2 separate regions of the Rattus norvegicus genome follow, and region 2 is linked to region 1. A link is a contact called in public Hi-C data. All regions are on one chromosome and are shown on one strand. The core of a region is the stretch at or near the end of the contact, and the rest is flanking DNA. Distances in the headings are between cores, read along the strand shown. Region 1 has its middle 460 kb from the start of Tnc. Region 2 has its middle 480 kb from the start of Pappa.

The links. Hi-C and Micro-C count contacts between places; a contact is called where the count stands out from the background.
Region 2: a contact with region 1 is called in a Hi-C map of the Rat2 cell line, with 10 times the contacts expected there. The contact joins two enhancer-like sites. A contact is called at or near these places in 3 of 12 Hi-C or Micro-C datasets (the A7r5 cell line, the Rat2 cell line and Schwann cells).

The regions. Positions count from the first base shown.
Region 1 is chr5:82,936,131-82,940,523 of GRCr8, forward strand. No RefSeq gene overlaps it. Among named protein-coding and RNA genes, the nearest start is that of Tnc, 460 kb to the left of the region's middle. Within about 2 kb of position 1,316, at least 1 of the 93 cell types and tissues checked has an H3K27ac peak or open chromatin away from gene starts, as enhancers often do.
Region 2 is chr5:83,034,264-83,038,317 of GRCr8, forward strand. No RefSeq gene overlaps it. Among named protein-coding and RNA genes, the nearest start is that of Pappa, 480 kb to the right of the region's middle. Within about 2 kb of position 2,383, at least 6 of the 93 cell types and tissues checked have an H3K27ac peak or open chromatin away from gene starts, as enhancers often do.

The DNA.
Region 1 (4,393 bases), core at 66-2,565:
TCATTTTTACATCTACGAAATCCAAGCCAGGAAAGAATGGAAATATTCCTATAGATGACGCCATGGGGTAGTGTGAGGTGACCTACTTTTCTTTAAAGTGACCTACACCTTGATGTTGAGTTTGAACAGTGCTCATGCCAATTGCATTCTCTTTAATACCATCTAGTTGAAATTTTATTCAACAAGGTTACCCCTCCCCACACATACGTGTTAACTGCTTTAGCATCTTCTAGTTCTGTGCTGTGAAATTTCACCAAACTAACAATTATTATGCTATAACTTAGCTTCATTTCCAGAAATCTTTTTTTTTTTTGTTTTGAGACAGAGGCTCCTGAAGTCCAGGCCATCTTTAAACTCTAGGCATCCCAAATCCTTGTTGTCTTGCCTCCACATCCCATGTATTGGGATTACGGATGTGTGCCGGCATAGTAGGTATAGTCTGTGCAGCGGACTAAAGCAGGACCTTATACATGCTTGACAAACTCTCTCTAAACCGAGCTGCCTTCTTATAGCTGTTTGTCATCTACTATTGAAGCAATAGCAACATGTTATAATTGCCTTTCCCCTTGCCTGATTCTCTGTGAAAAAGAATGACTCTCAGGAAAAGAACCAAATCTTAGGTAAGCATCTTTAGCAAATGGACATTAAGTGGCTAAATTGAATTCCAGTACTTAGAATTAGGCTGGCACATCAAGACATACAGGAAAGGTATTGCCAAAAATGTAAAGTAGACGACAGAGAAAAGCCACACATTGATAGGTATTTAAAGTTTAAAATCTATCCAAGTATATAAAATCTCCCAAATCTTTCCTAACTCTGCCCCTCAAGACCTCTCCAGTCAGGGGAAGGCAGAGGTGAACTAAGGACACAGCTGTACAGCTTCTACTAATGTAGTAGATATTTATTAAGTGCTGTTCAAGTGGAGCTGTAAAGAATTTGAGAGGCCCACCTGAAGGAAGACCCATTGAATGGAAAGATGACTTTCCTTTGATACAAAGGCCTTCATTATGAAGGAGCACATATACCGTGCTTAGGAGTTAAGATAAGGAAGTCTGAACAGTCTCCTGGCTTCCTGGACATAGACTTTCTCTTTTGGAGGTAAAGGGGAATTTACAGTCTCCTAGTTGGATTTTTGTTTTATAGGGGAAGACATTAAGGCACAGAGAGAAGAAATTCCCCAGAGAGTAAGTGACAGAGCCAGGGTCAGAAACCAGGTTTTCTGACTTACAGCCCAGTGCTCTTTAGCACATGGCTGGAATAATCCACGACACACCTGGAGATCCTTTGCTTTCAGAATCCAGCCACTACTCAGCTTTCGCTGCATGGCAAGCAGCCAAGAGCCTTGGACTTCTCTGTGTTACCATTCTGCCCTTTGCAGAATGGGATATTAAAATATTCACTTGGGGGATGGGTCATGGGGTTCCGTCAATAAATGTTTGTGATTTGCTCTGAGATATTTGGGCCAGAGGGACTCCAGAAATGGGAGACCCCAGTGGCCACAGTGGTGGTATCTGAGACTTCTCTGAGGTCTTGACTTTACTCTGCAGAATTAAGGAGATGCTTTAAGTGATAAACTATTCCTCATGAGCTGTATCTGTGTTGAAAGCCCAGCATGAGTTCCCTGCACGCTTCCTCTCGCACAACCACAGCTATGCACCAATCCTCCTGGGTTCAGAGATGGAACTCTGGTTAAATGTGTGGAATTTATTCTTAGTCCTTTTCTTAATTACGATTTTATTTTTATTTCTCTGGTGTTCTCTAGAGGAGGGATTGGAATGAAAGGAAAAGGAAGGAGGGGGGCAGGGAAATAGACTTCCAAGGTTTTTTCTTTTCTTTTCCTTTTTTTTCCCTTCTCCTTATTTTTGTTTTGTTTCTCAACTGCCTGCTTCCAGCAAAGTGGAAGGCTTTAAAGGATCTTGCAGGGATACGAATTTCATTCCAAGGAAGCCAGGGTTCAGGAGACAAGTAATGAATACAAAGAAAACAGAACTTGAGGTGAGGGCATTCATTATATGACTAATGAATCCCCTAGGCTGATAGACTGAAAAGACTGAAGCTTTTATTCATTATTTAATTTAATAAACAAAGAGAGTGGGTCTCAGGGTAAAAGGGCGATTCAGTCACACTGAGGACACATCCAGCAAATCACTATGTAATAACCAACAACTCTGGTACTCCTGGCTGTTCACACAGATTTTCCTCCTGTATCTAATCTGGCCTCCAGAACTACCGTACGTTGTCAGTGTCTCTGTGTCATACAGCATCCTCTCGATGTTTATATCGATATCCTATCTTAGTGAGCGTAACTTGATGTGTGTGGTTCCTTTAATGCAAATAAGTACCAGATTACATAAAACTTAGATGTTTCATTCACAAAATGGAGAGAATAGTCCATGGTTTATTAGTATCTTGTGAACATGTGCTGAGAGAATGGAGGCAAATAACCTTGTGTAATGTAGGATAGTGTGAATTCTTGGCGTTTGAAACTTTCCACATATGCATGCATGCATACACACACCCTTTTCCCTTGGACACAGATGCTAGAGGATAGAGGATCTGTCTCATCAAGCATATTATGGCACACGTGCACAGTCCTCAGGAAATCAGTTGTAAGGGACCAATTTGCTATGGGCTTCTACTGACCCCTTACTTTCTTGGCCCTGCTGCTTTCTGGAACTTTTAAATCATTTGACGAAAGCTTAGTCAGCTTGAGCCACTAACTAGACTTGTCATATCAGACCCATGGATAAAATGTATAGCTACAGTCGGGTTACCAGCTCCACAGAAGTTGAGATACTATCTACCTCCATTACCTTTGTGGGGAAAACCCAGTGAGCTCAGAGCACTTTAAATAATGCCCGGGGTGCTGTGGTCAACGTGGTTGCGGCTTCTGAGGTGGGAAGGTGATGCTTTGGACTATGGTATTCAAGGAGCATGAAGGCAGGGTGAACTGGGGGAGTTGCTGATTTCCTCTGACTTGCTGTCCTTTCACCTCTGTCCCTGAGTAGTCTTGCATGTACCGTCTGGCCAAACTCAAGTATAGAATTCACATTATCCTTTCCCAGGAAGCCTGCTCAGCTCAACATCCTTTTCCTCTTCCCCCTTTAAGAATGGCTATCATTCTTGTCTCCAGTTGGAATAGTGTGTGCCCCTCTTCTATGTCAGGGAGCGATATTTACTACTGCTGTTACTGTTTCATTTTTCAAGGCTGAATATAATCTCTTTGTACTTGGTTTTATCCCTCACTATGAATTAATTTATTTAGTGTTCATAAATATAAATAAATTGGCAAAGAAGTAGTATGTCATGTGGAGTTGAAGTGTCTTTGCTCAGTGATTCATCATGACTATGTGGAATTCTTCATGCAAGAAATCTCCTAAGTGGTGAGAGATTATGGAACTCGAATGGGTTATCCAATAAGAAGTTTTAGATAGTGGTTCTGAAATCGCTTGATTCTGCCATTCTGAATTAAATGAGCTCATTGGTTTCATTTAGAACCTGTTCAATTCTTAAATGGCAAAGGAATACACTATGGAAACAGAAGGGAGGTTTTCTCAGACTCTGAATTAATTATAAAAGTTGTCAAAGTATCACAATGTTAAATGGTTTCAGAGAAGAAACTTCACAAAAAACAGCTATATCTCAAATGTCCAGCAAGTAAATATATACAGATTTGTACTACATAGGCCATTAATAGCTTTCACAATGTCAGTGTGCTTACTTGAACCCTACTTGAACTAGCTGTTTGCTAGTGCAGTCACTACTGAGAGAAAGATTTCTTAAAGGCTTTGGGTTGCTCCCACTTCTTGTCATAGAATGATCCAAATTTTATGTCTGTTTATTACTTTGTAGCCCAGCTGGACCCCAGAAGGATGGAGTTGTTGCGACCATGGAAAAACACAACTGCACACAGATACCGAAATGAAGCCAGTGATGTCCTGGAGGCCTAGATAAACATTTAGTCTCATAAATAAATACATTATCAGACCACACAAAATATTTCTTTCCCAGACTCCTCCTCAGAAGTCATCTTCCAAGTAACATTTTAAGTTTTTCCATGTTCAAAGAATCAAGACAGTTATTGATCCTGTACTGGCTAGCCAAGCCTAACTATATGTTTCAAGGCAATATAGTGATATGGTTTCTTGGAGACATTGATGTAGAATCTGAACATACATATTTAAAGTAGCCAATAACATTCCAGAATGAATATCACCTTACAACACACTAGACAACAGATTATAATGTAAGAATTTTCCATCTCATTTCTAGAAAAGATGTACTCATTCTTTGGTTTTACAAACTATCATCTAAATACTTCTCATGGACTAGGCACTATCTTAGGCCCTGATAATAGCTTGAAAAACTTGCTACATTTGTAAATCAATCCACT
Region 2 (4,054 bases), core at 1,133-3,632, 99 kb after region 1:
ATATATCATATCAAGATGTTAATTTATCTGTATAAACAGAAGATGTTGGGTCTACTGAACAAAAATTAAAATGAAGTCATATAAACAGACTCTCTTAGCTCCTCCATCAATTTTAAGACCATGACAAATTGCAACTAAGGTCTTAAGGAAGATTTTTGGGACACTGATAAAAGGGAAGCTGTAGATTGCTTTTCTAGTCTTTCTCAAAAAGACCTATTGCTCCTTACCGTGCAGAACTGGAATTTGTATGATGGAGAAAACTAAGAAGAGGCCATTAACACAGGGACAAAAGGAAATAATGAGCTTTCCAAGGCAGCTAGACACTAGCTTCAAAGTGACAGTAATCCCAGGACAAACTATAGGAAGGACAGACATAGATAATTTGTTCTATGATGTTTTGGATCAAGAATTTCTCATCATAAATCTACTGTGGTTTTAATTCATTCTGATCCTCTTAAATTATAGTTCCAGAATGTATAACTAGAATCTATGTATATCAATTATGTTCAGAATCTCTACACTGCCCCTGAACTGTAGTGTGGGAGTTATTGTGATATAAAACATTAAGTGCTAGCTATCAGACTGATATTTTATCTCTAACTGATAAAATAGTTATCATAAAACAATGCAGCATTACCGAATGGACTCACAGACTATGTTAACACTAAACTGGAAATGGCAGGATTACTAGTAGGGTGGTTCAGTTTGGTCATAACCCATTTGACTTGCTTACTGCAGAGAATGGATGGATCTTAATGTATGAGGATGCAATAATGTAATATGGAATGTCTATTTGCTTCAGTTATAGATGTTACATGAGTTAAGACTTCATTGTTTTAGAAGATTAATATAAATATTTACTCTTCATGACTTTTTTTAAAAGATTTATTCATTTATTATATATAAGTACACTGCAGCTGTCTTCAGATACACCAGAAGAGGGCATCGGATCCCATTACAGATGGTTGTGAGCCACCATGTGGTTGCTGGGAATTGAACTCAGGACCTCTGGAAGAGTAGTCGGGTGCTCTTAACCGCTGAGCCATCTCTCCAGCCCTTCATGACTTTTAATAGAGTTCATTAGAATAATTTTTTATTATAGCTTGAAAGGAATCAGGATAGACATTTCCTATTTTACCTCAAGGTATGTACCCCATCCCTACTCTTATAATTTAGTTTACAGGGAACTTTGTAACCTCATACAAACCTATAATAATGATAGAATGTTTGATAGACCAGTAAGACATTTACATGTTATAAGGTGGGAAAAAAAGTACAACAAACTCAATCCTTTTACCTCAGTGAGATTTTCTATGGATACAGGAATTTACGACTTCTTACCTGAAGGACATGAAACATTGCTTAATCTTTCTTTTCTTCCTTACCAACTGGGTGTTATTTTTACTCCTTTAGAGTATTTGAACATCTGACATTGCTAATCTGAGTTGAGTTCATGTAAAAGCACACAAGAGGTGAGGGTGTTCTGTAGCAGATTAAGGTTTCTGTGAAAGGGACTCTGCCACTTCGGCTCTAGGGTCCAGCAGATTCAATGGTGCTTGAAATGTTGATGGCAGATAGGTATGCCATCTGGAACCTTTGGCAGTTCTATATAAATGAATCATCATCTCTGCCCTTTGGATTTTGGGGCCAATTTTTGCTATTATCTGTAGATAACTACTTTTCTTTAGAGAAACAACTTTGGGGCTTTTGCTGGGTCTGGTCCTAATAGTAAGGGGATATTTAACAACAAGCTACACAACCATGTTTTCCATCATGAACTATACAAATAATCAAGCAAACTATAAAACTGAACGTTTGCAGTAGTATTCTGCCATTAATTGGAAATTGAAAAGGCTGGGTACACCCTGAGCTTGCAAGCATTTTATAAAAAAGTCAAGTTCAAACCTAAAGAGTGTGCGCCAGTGTTTTCTCTGTTCTCTATCCATGCTTACAACTATAGCTTAATGAGGACGTTATAATAAGTTGACCTTCCTTTATATATTGTTCTGTGTGAGTGATGTTAAAACTCAACATTAAAATAAAAATAAACACAACACGACAGCCCTTCTTGGACATTCTCGAACAAGGGTGGGTTAAAGTTTTCCTGGGGAACTGATATATGACTAATTACTTGGTTTTTCATGCTACATATAAATGAGAACTGGTCAGATTCATAATTATATACCAACATATATGCTATGGCCAATGTATTGGTTGAAGACCATGGATTTATAAGGAATGCAAGTGAAAAGACTTATGACTAAAATTTTGAGGAAGCAGTTTATAGATAGCCTTCTCTGAATGAACAACGCAGAACATTCCATGTGAATGTTAACCAAAGTGTGACCTCAGTATAAGAGAATTCTAATAATCAAGTGGATAGAATGACCCATTCTGTGGCTAGTACTCAGCCTCTTTCCCAAGCCACTGCTGTCACCACTAATAGGCTTATGAACAAAGTAACTGTGATGACAGGGTAGAGGTTATGCATGGGTTCAACAACAAGGCTTCCATTCAGAAAGGGAGACTTGGTCTGGGCATGCAGATGAGTGCTCGATCTCTAGTAGCATAGAACAACTTCATACCTATATAGCATCATTTATTATGAGGATTATCTAGCCACCTGGTTGAAGGTTGCTTATATTGGACTATTTCTGCCATAGAACTGGCAATAATTTGTCCTTGGTAGTCCAAAACCCTGCTATAAATAGCTCTCTGCCTTGTCTGTGTGGAATGATTCTGCCACCATTCATGGAGTTAGAAAATGTCATGTCCACAGTCAACATTACGCACATATGTCACTGTAAAAGAAATGTGGTAAGAGACTCATATTGATGGAATGATATTTTTGCCGCATATACAAACCATCTAATATCAGATATCTTACCAGAGTTGTGCTCTGGCTTTTTGCCGTGGGTGATTGATTCTGACATAAGAGAAATTGAACTGCTCCCTGATAAAGATTCTCTAGGGTAACTCAATTTTGTCATGCCCTGTGATTACAACCAATGGGAAATTATAAAATTCAGTTTAGGTAGGATTACCTAAATGCTGTATTACAGCATTTGAAAGTGAAGTTTTAAATATCTTGCCAGGAAAAGAATCATTTATTATCATGTAAGGGAAGATCCAGTGAGAGGTTAAAAAAGATAGTCATGAATACAAGCTTTGACCATGTGACCAGACACAAAAATAGAAACTCTAAGTATCCTACATATGTCTCCCAATTTTTCTGTGAAGATATTGTTATGAATGTGTGTGAGAGAACTGTATTACATGTCTTTGCTTCCTCCTTTTTCTTATCTATGAGTCCTATACCACAGTAAATATTATTATTTTATATCATATGCTTAAATTGCAAGATAAAAAGAGTAAACTGGACTTCACTTACGCCTCTAAGGGACAGATTTAATATTCTTTCAGGTCCTCCCAGGAAACTTATTTTCATATTATACACCATTATGACTTTGACATTCCCTTCATTTGGTAATAAAGTTTGGTTTATAGAGACAAGTATATGTGTTCAGTTGAGAGTGACTGAACATAGGATGTTAATTTTGTGATTCTTTGGATGACCGGAGGTAGACTGAGCAAAGCAGGTAGTCCTACTAATACACTCAGACTTCATTTATTTGAAGCACAGGGCTGGCTCTCTCTAAGCAAGAAATGATTTTCCAGCCTGAAGGCCTCTGAATGTTTTCTTCTTTCCTTCATATTCAAACTGAAATATCATCTCTTCTTGGGACTTGAGTATGACTTGTCTTTGGATTAGGGACACAGCAATGGTTTTCCAGTTCCCTAGCATTTTGACCTATGGCTGGAACTAAATCATCTTGTTCAGAGTCCCTGTATTGGATTTTCTGAATATCTTGGGCTTGCCAGCCTGTATAATTCCCAAGAGACAATTCCTTTAAACAAACAAACACATGTTCTTTTGGTTCTGTCTCTGTGAAGAATCCTGACTCATACATGGACCAAATTAAGGATTAGTTTGAAAGTGGAAACTTTTAGCATAGTACCTACCAAAGTAATGACTTCATTTTTGCTTTGCTTT